Linked DNA regions of Sus scrofa: regions 1 and 2 are each linked to region 3. Evidence: chromatin contacts called from public HiChIP or PLAC-seq data. All regions are on one chromosome and are shown on one strand. The core of a region is the stretch at or near the end of the contact, and the rest is flanking DNA. Distances in the headings are between cores, read along the strand shown.

The links. HiChIP or PLAC-seq counts read pairs in DNA pulled down with a chosen protein or histone mark.
Region 1: an H3K27ac HiChIP or PLAC-seq map of skeletal muscle shows a contact between it and region 3. The contact joins the promoter of KLHL6 here to the promoter of KLHL24 in region 3. A contact is called at or near these places in 1 of 5 promoter capture datasets (liver), 6 of 47 Hi-C or Micro-C datasets (alveolar macrophages, blood, fetal heart ventricle and 3 more) and 2 of 2 datasets of contacts at active chromatin or transcription factors (alveolar macrophages and skeletal muscle).
Region 2: a contact with region 3 is called in an H3K27ac HiChIP or PLAC-seq map of alveolar macrophages. The contact joins the enhancer-like site here to the promoter of KLHL24 in region 3. A contact is called at or near these places in 1 of 5 promoter capture datasets (liver), 5 of 47 Hi-C or Micro-C datasets (liver, psoas muscle and skeletal muscle) and 2 of 2 datasets of contacts at active chromatin or transcription factors (alveolar macrophages and skeletal muscle).

What each region holds. Positions count from the first base shown.
Region 1 is chr13:121,485,537-121,488,595 of Sscrofa11.1, reverse strand. KLHL6 (kelch-like protein 6) reads left to right here and starts at 1,336. Exons shown (of 8, transcript XM_021069900.1): 1 at 1,336-1,893. The coding sequence starts at 1,601.
Region 2 is chr13:121,442,858-121,445,557 of Sscrofa11.1, reverse strand. The region is part of intron 4 of KLHL6 (kelch-like protein 6); the gene reads left to right. Among named protein-coding and RNA genes, the nearest start is that of KLHL6, 43 kb to the left of the region's middle. Within about 2 kb of position 1,362, at least 5 of the 83 cell types and tissues checked have an H3K27ac peak or open chromatin away from gene starts, as enhancers often do. A contact at or near this core is called in alveolar macrophages, where this site is marked.
Region 3 is chr13:121,563,069-121,566,157 of Sscrofa11.1, reverse strand. KLHL24 (kelch-like protein 24) reads right to left here and starts at 1,310. Exons shown (of 9, transcript XM_003132561.5): 1 at 1,155-1,310.

The DNA.
Region 1 (3,059 bases), core at 87-2,586, 78 kb after region 3:
TGATTTTGGACCAGGGTTCTGTGAAGACATGATGTTTGGTACTATGGCAGCTACTAAATGACCATAAGGGTACATTTCTACCTTACTGAGGGTAACAGGATGAAAGATGGAAAAAAAAGTCCTGTGTCCCTGAAGACATCATTGAGCTTCTGGATCAACCCAGGACTCCACACTTCTGGCTTCTTATAATATAAGACCCCTATTGTTTGAATGACTTTTGATGGGCTATTCTGTCACTGAAGCCAAAAGCATCTTGACTGATAGAGCTCTGGATGAAGAATAACTGTTGGGGAAATAGCAAGGAATGCGCTTTTAGGAGTAAGTATCCATGGAAGAAGAGAAAGCTGAGGCAGACATGGGATGGCTGGAGAGGGCTTCAGTCACCACTGACCATGAGAGAGAAAGGATTGGGCTCCTGCTGAGCTGGAGGACTGCCAGGGCTCCCCACTGCTAGAAGGTGAATAAAAGCAGGAGTGGGCAGCAGAAGCCACTCTGGCAAGGCCTTGGGCCCTGGGGCAGTCATAGGAGGCAAGCAGTTCTCTCCATGGATGTCAAAGAGGCAGGGTCAACACAGTATTACAGCTCTGGTAGGCTGGTGGCGGTGGAAGAAACAGGGGCTTTGGGGCCAAGAACTGAGCCCTGCTATTCACTTGAGCAGAGCTTCAGTTTCCTTAGCTATAAAATGAGGAAAGTCATTTTAATGCCAGGGGGTGGTTATAAAGATTAAATTACACTACCTCCTGTAAACTTCCTAGGATATAACAGGCATTTAATAATAATAATAACCAAACAGTTATTTAATGGAGACCTGCAGAGGCAATGAAAATACTTCGTGATCCATCACTAAATGCCTGACCAATAGATGCCGGGTGAGGTCAGGCTAATTTGAGACTTGCTAGGACAATTTGGTATTGACCTACCCTGATTGGTCTTCCTGGCCACAGAGTCTCTGGAGACCATTTTTCCATTTTTTCTCTGCCCCCAGAGGCATATCTAGAACAATAGACATTTGGGGGTGGGGGAGGGGAACTTTAATATTCGCCATGGCATTGTTTCCCACCCACCCCCAAGACAGAGAGAGAAGACAGGCAGGGATGACAGAAATGAGAATGCCCAAGGGACATGAGTGTTTCAAGGTGCCCAAGGGACTCAGCGGGGGGGCTCATCGTGGGGTCTCCGACTCCTGAGAGGAAGGAGGGGGAGGATTTAGAATGCGCCCTGCTCATCCCATCACCAACACCTTTGGTTGCAGAAGCACCAGGAGTACAAATGCAATAACCAGAACCAGGGGCTTCCTGCTCACGGATATGAGGGGGGAGGCGGACTAAAATAGCCACACAGCACACTTAGCGGACTCCTAGAAGCCACTCCTTTTCTCTGGAGCCCCTTCCTACACACCCTTCTAAGTAATTTCTAAACTTGTGATGATTACAGAAAGAAGAATAGAAGTTACTGGCGTTTGTAGTAACAGGATGAGAAAGTGTGAGACTTCCTGTTATGTGTGTGTGACAGCTGGTGATAAGTGGAGGGCCCTGCACAGGAAATCCGCCCAGCTTCTGCAATGTGACCTGCCTGAAACTTGGGTGCTCCTTCAGTCTGGATGTTGATGGCAGGACAAAGGGGCACCTGGACCATGGGCGACGTGGTAGAGAAGAGTCTGGAAGGGCCCCTGGCACCTTCTACAGATGACCCCCCCCAGAAAAGGGGAGACCTGGTAGAAATCTTAAATGGAGATAAGGTAAAGTTTGACGACACTGGACTTTCCTTAATTCTACAGAATGGCCTGGAGACCCTCCGCGTGGAAAATGCTCTGACAGACGTCATCTTGTGTGTGGACATTCAGGAATTCTCCTGCCACCGCGTGGTGCTTGCCGCGGCCAGCAACTATTTCAGGTCAGCACTCCTAGGACCAGACTCAAACTGGGTGCAAGTCAGAAGGGAAATCTGTACTGACATGAGAATTTAATCTAACTAGTTGGCTGTTGCATTTATGGTTTGTATATTTATTTAGGTTTGTGAGTCTACTCGAGATACAAAAAAGCAAGCTACTAAACCTTAGAGATTAGCATTTCAGTCATATTAAAAGAGAGCTTTCATCTTTTAAAAGTAATGTTTATATATTACGGTGAAACTTCTGGGTATAGGTCCTTGTTCCAGAGGGTGGAAAATTATTGAAATCATGGGGATTTTCCCCCTCATCTGACTAGTGTGTTGGAAACATAATGTTGTCTTTGTTCACCAATAGAGGTAAGAAAAGGATGTGGCCACTCTTTTAAAGTTATCCAATGGCTTGCTGAAAATTGGGGGTTTCTGTTTGTGTACAGGGAGTGGGTGGGGAGGGAAGCAGTTACAAAGTGCTTTACAAGTGAGAGGCCACTAGTTACAAGAAACTCAAGAGATCTGGGCTCCATCCCACTCTGCCCCTTCCCGATCCTGCGACTTTAAGCAAGTCACTTAATGCTCTGAATTTTGTTTTGACATCTGTAAGATGGGGACAATGATGCTTATCTCTCAGGATCATTGTGATAATTAAATAAGAGAGGGGGAAAAGGCTTCACGTAGTGTCTAGCATCTAGTAGATGCTCAAAATGTCTTTGTTGAAATTCTTCACCTCGTTCTGCTTAGTTCAGCTAAGAACCACGTATTGAGCAAATGCTTGGGGTAGGAATGTTGCAGAACCAGGAACCCAGTGAATTTGGCTGGATCCAGTGTTCCCCAGATCAATGTAGACATGGTGGGAACCAGTTCACAAGGGAAATATGGATGCAGGTCTTCAGGGAACTTGAAAAAAAATACCCTTGTAATTCTTATTAGGATACTTCTTAACTCTTGATTCTGGCCGAAGAGATTAAAACCTATTTCCTTATGTAAATATCATGGAAGGTAGTTAATTTTTTTTCACTTTTTTGAGATGCTTAAGGGAAAATCTGTGGAATTCAAAGAGCAGGGTAAGGAAGATGTTGTGGGGCTGACTAGGTGCCACATGTAAATGAGACAAGGGGATATCTGGGTTTGGAGGAAGTAGAGCCTACTGTGTGCCAGACAGTTATCTGATTTTA
Region 2 (2,700 bases), core at 113-2,612, 120 kb after region 3:
TATGGAGGGTCCCAGGCTAAGGGTCTAATTGGAGCTGTAGCTGCCGGCCTACACCACAGCTCACAGCAATGCCAGATCCTTAACCCACGGAGCAAGGCTAGGGATCGAATTCTCAACCTCATAGTTCCTAGTCGGATTCATTTCTGCTGTGCCATGACGAGAACTCCCTATTTCACTTATTTCTACTTGAATCTTGATTATTTCCTTTCTTTTGCCTACTTTGGATTTAATTTTCTCTTCTTTTTCTAGTTTCTTAGGGTAGAAATGAAGGTCATTGATTTGAGATCTTTTTCTTTTTTCTAATATTGTCACCAGTGCTATCAATTTCCCTCTAAGTTCTACTTTAACAACATTCTAATATTTTAATATGCTATGCTTTCATTCTTCACAATAAATTCTGAACACCAACTATATGCCAGGTATGGCACTGGGCACCACAAAGCAGTCTCTGCCTTACCAACTTATGGTCTTTCAGAGAAGACAGACACTAAGCAAATTCAGGGTGATGAGTACACTGTTGGAGGAAGACTGGCCAACCACATGGATCCTATGCTGGTTATATGGGTCACCAGCAGGTGGCTCAGCACTGGGAAAGCCCTCATATTCTTGAAGACAAGGTCAGTCTCTGCAACTGCTTTCAGTTCAGCATTTAAAGTACAGAGTCTTGGAGTTCCCATCATGGCTCAGTGGTTAATAAACCTGACTAGTATCCATGAGGATGTGGGTTTGATCCCTGGCCTTGCTCAGCGGGTTAGGGATCCGGTGTTGCCATAAGCTGTAGCTCAAAATGTGGCTTAGATCCCAAGTTGCTGTGGTTGTGGGGTAGGCCGGCGGCTGCAGCTCTGATTTAACCCCTGGCCTGGGAACCTCCATATGCTGTAGGTGTGGCACTAAAAAGACAAAAGACAAAAAAAAAAAAAAAAAAAAATTAAAGTACGGAGTCTTATTCGCCTATACCTCTAACATTTTGGCTGTTATTGTTTCTGCTTCCTATTTTCTAACTCCCTGAAATGCAGGTGATAAAGGCTTTCCACTTATATAAAATGACCCTACTATGTCTTGTGCAAAATTACTCCTCTGAAGCTTGTATTTGCAGTGGGGTGGAGAGTGGGATTATAAGCTTGGATTTAGGAAGAGAGATAATTTAATAACTGGAAAAGTCCCCAATGTCAGGAAATTGGGCTTGCAGTCAGGTGGGTCTGGGTTTTAATCTTGATTGCACAATTTACCTACAGTGTGACCTTGGGCAAGCTACTTAGCTGCTCTAAGGTTCAGTCTTTGTAACATGGGGATGGTAACACCCACCAGCTGATGGAATGGTTTTGAGAATTAAGTAAGATAATGAATGAGATATGCAAGCGCAATGTCTGGCACATGATAAGTGCCCCCACAAACAAAGACTGTTCCTGTTCTCACTCACTTCCTTTATGGTACTCTATTTCCCACAATTAAGCATTTTCTTTCTCTGAGGCTAAATATCTCTCTTTTCAGTGTGTCCTAGTTTTTTGTTGCCTTATTGCCCCAAATTCTGCTCAGGGCACTTTCACATCCTCATTTTATTCTATTTTTATTTTATTTTATTTTTATGGCCACGCCTGTGGTATGCAGAATTTCCCAGGTCAGGGATTGAACCCATGCCACAGCAGTGACCCAAGACACAGCATGGATGCCAGATTCTGAATCCACTGAGCCACCAGGGAACTCCTCTCATCCTCATTTTATAATCTAGGTAACTGAACCAACCAATCACTATGATTCCTGAGTTGGGTCTCATTGCTAGTTGATTCCCTGAAACTCCCTTTCTTATCACTGCTTGTATGATCTTGGCCTTATTCCTGATGCCATTGTTGTAATGAACAGATGTCTCCTCTTAATCTTCCTTTTCCAAACTTAACCCTACTTGTCCTATCATTATCTCTCCCTTTTAACTTTATCCCTCCTCTAAGCTTTATAGAGGTGGTGACAGAGGGAATTTTAGAACCCTAAAAGCAAATGTCAGTTTACCTTTGATTTAGGAGTAATAGCTGGTACCTTTAGTGGGAGAGGTCTTTTGGGGCAGAGCAAGTTGCCCCTTCATTTCAATGCCTCCAAAGTTTCCAGGAAGAACTTGATCTAAAGGCTGCTCTGATATGTGTGGCATTAGGAGGCTCATTTCTGAGGACAGAGGGACAGAAGCTCACCCCTGAGGACAGCTTAGTTGAGGCAGTTTCTTCTGTTTGGTCCTCTCATATAGGTTCTGTGGACAACGAGTAATCAGTAAGGTACAGCTGTTTGTTCTATTGTAAACAATATGAAAGTAAACTGGTTAAGCCTGATTATTGCATGCAGTTCATTGGCAAACACTTCCCTGTGACTGCAACAAATGCACATCACTGACTTCAGACTGGCATTTGTCATACCTTTGAGGTTAATATTTTGCAGAATGTAGCTGAACTTACAATTTGGTTATGGTGCCACCACTTGGCAGTTCTGTGGTGCCAAGTTACAAGGCAGATCTCAACACCCAGCCAATCCTGTCAACTAAATAACTGTTATTAGTTTTCAATTGCTGTGCAACAAATTGTGCCCACAAACATTTATTATCTCACAGGTGTCAGGAATCTAGGAGTGATTTAGCTGAGTGGTCTGGCTCAGGGTCCTTCTGTTGTAGTCATGCTGTTGGCTGGGGCTGGGAATCTACTTTCAAGTTGACTCACAGGA
Region 3 (3,089 bases), core at 61-2,560:
GCAAAGGACGGCCAGACAGAGGGGCCTCGCGCCCGAGTCCTCCAGCGCGGGAGCGCGCGCCACCCGCTCCTCTAGTGCTGCGGCGGCACGAGAGGCGAGCGCGCGCGCTCCCGCGCGTCCTCCAGATCACCTTCAAGGAGGCGGGGAAGAAGTGCCTGGGCACGTCCACCCAGCGACAAGGCACCCTCCAATAAACGCTCGGAATTCGCCCGGTCGTCCCGCCCGCTAGCCGCCGCAGGCCCCCAATCCCCGCCGCGTTAACAGCCTTCGCCTCCAGCGTCCAGAATCTGGGGGCGGGGCCATTAGGAACTAAATTAAGAAACCGAGGCCTGGAGTGGTGAGAAGGTGGGGAGGTTAGGCGGGGACTCAGCCGACGGAACGCCCGCTCCCCCGCCCGCCCGGGCTCCCCAGGGACTGTCTCTCCAGGGCCCAGTTCTCCGTTCTCTGCGCTGGCCCTGCGGCGAGCGGCGGTAAACAAAGGCTCGCAGGACGGTGGGGGCGGGGGTAACGGTCAGGTGACAGCGCCGCACACATTTCGCAACTCTTTACGGGGCTGTTCTGGCCCGCTACGCTGGGACCCACCTTGACCCCGTCAGTCCTCCCCGTCAGGACCAAACGGTCGCCCCCACCAAATGGGAAAGCTTGACCTGATACCTTCGCATTCTCGGCACTTCCTTCGAGTAAAAAAGAGCAGTGGTCCGTTCGAAGCCCATCGGCAAGTTGCGGGACCCTTCTCCCCGCCCTCACTGCCAGCTACCTCAGTCCCTCCGGCGGCGGGGAGATCCGCACCAGCTGCCCCCAGCCCCGGCGACCAGGCCCCTCCCAATCCGCCCCCGGCGGGCACGCCAGCAACGCCGCGGTTCCGGGGCGGTAGTGCCAGGAGGCGGGGGTGCCCTTTCTTTCATAGTGTTGTTACGGAACCGGGGCTGAAGACCCCCCAAGAGAGCCTCGGAGTCGCCTCGCCCCAGACAGGAGCCCTGTAGCCCCAGCTGCAATCTCTCCTCAGTCCCCCCTCCTCTGGCTCCAGAGGCCGGCCGCCGCTGGCTTCCCTCCTGCAGACATCCCCGTGGTTGTGACCTCAGCCGCCCCTCCGCCCCCGGCTCTGGTCGTTTCCTCGCCTTTCGGCCGGTCCCGGAGCTGTCATCCCCGGGTACCTCAAGAAGAAGGCTGGAAGAGGCCAGCAGCAGTGGCCAGCAGAGGTGGCCCAAGCGGTCCCTTAGCGGCCCGCGGCGCAGCGCTCTCTCCTGCGCCGGCGTCTCCTCCAGCCACCAGTCTCCCCGCAGCTCACAACAAAGGAAACATGTGACCGTCGGGGCCAAAACACTAAGCGTCACGGACCCCTGGCCTATCCGAGTGGGCATTCCCCCGCCTCGGGGCACCCTGGGAGATGTAGTTCTCATTCCGGGGGTGGCCGCCGGGGCCACTTGGGGTTCCCGTTGTAGGGTGGGTGTCGGGTGCTGGGCGTGGGAAGATAACAGTCTAAGAGCCGGTGATTCGGAAACACTTTGTTTTAGGTAGAGATAGGTTAAGGAAATGCATCTGTGCGAGGAGCCCAGTGAGAAATGAGTCGTGTGTTTATTGCCACGTCCCAAGGCAAAAGCACGTAACCAAGAATTCTTAGAACCCTAGAATTTGGGATTAGGTTTAGAGACCTTTTTATTTGATCCTTTGGTATGCAGTCAGGAGATCTGAGGGCCTGAGAGGTGAGAAGGACAAGAACCCTGATAGCTAGACGAACCCACTTTTCTTTTTAAATCTGTCACTGTCACCTGTATCACCTCGGGTTATCTTTTTATTGTAAACGTACATGCAAACCAGATAACCTTGTCACAAATCCCTGTTTTCTGAAGCAGATTCCCCAAAGGACATTATTTTGTGCTTTTTTTTTTTTTTTTTTTTTTTTTTTTGTCTCCAGAAATATTTTTTTTAAGGCTGAGTACACCTCCATATTTTGAAACATTTAACTAGTTTTTCGTTTCTGATATCAGAATTATAACTTCTTCTTCTGTAGTTTAAGAATATAGTCATGTCTTTATTAAATAAGAGGATGTGTTCCAATGGCTAAAGGTGTATATAAGAAGGCTTGTGTCCAGGCTTTTTAAACATGCTTTTTAGCCCTCATTTCCATATGTTATTAAGAAATGAAAATGCCTACCATTTATTGAGCTTCTACTAAGCTCCAGACCCACTGCTAGGCTCTTCACATATATCCTTTAATCTTCATAATAACCCGGCAAGGCAGTTTTATTATCCCATTTTACAGATGAAGAAACTAAGCCACAGAGAGGATAAAAGAGCTGGCACTGATCATTCAGCAATTAAGTGGTGAAGCTGAGATAGACACATAGTTTTTTTATTTTAGGGCCGCAGCATATGGAGGTTCCCAGGCTAGGGGTCCAATTGAAGCCACAGCTGCCAGCCTACACCACAACCACAGCAAGGCAGGATCTGAGCCGTGTCTGCAACCTACACCATAGCTCGGGGCAACACCGGATTCTTAACCTGCTGAGTGAGGCCAGGATTGGATCCTGCAATCCCATGGTTCCTAGTTGGATTTGGTTCCGCTGCGCCACAACAGGAACTCTGACACATAGATTTAAAAAAAAATTATATTAATATAGGTACACAATTATCCTTCTAAAAAGTGTATTTACAAGGTTAAATATTACAAGTCTAGTAGTATGACAGTCGTCCATCTCCCACCCCTCCTCATTCTTAATTCTCCAGAAGCAGCCACTTTCAACTATTTGAGCTATTCTGGTATTTACATTTATCTTCCAGTATAATGTATGGCTATTTCCTATTAAGGAAGCTGTCGTCCCTGTCCACCATCCTTCCAATCATCCATTTTCTGGTTAAATAATTATTTAGTGTTTAGGTCAGTAAGACTATGTATTTATTATTCAACAATGAATTAAACAGGATACAACTTCCTTTCTTGTATGGCTTTTCATTTTTCCAGCACCCATGGATCCTCACTGGCGTCATAAAAGTCCCACCTCTCTGGCAGTGCATTTAAGGCTCTTCTTGATGTACTCTGGGGCTCGCTTCTGCAGCCTGAACACCAGTCACAGTGAACTTCCTACGGT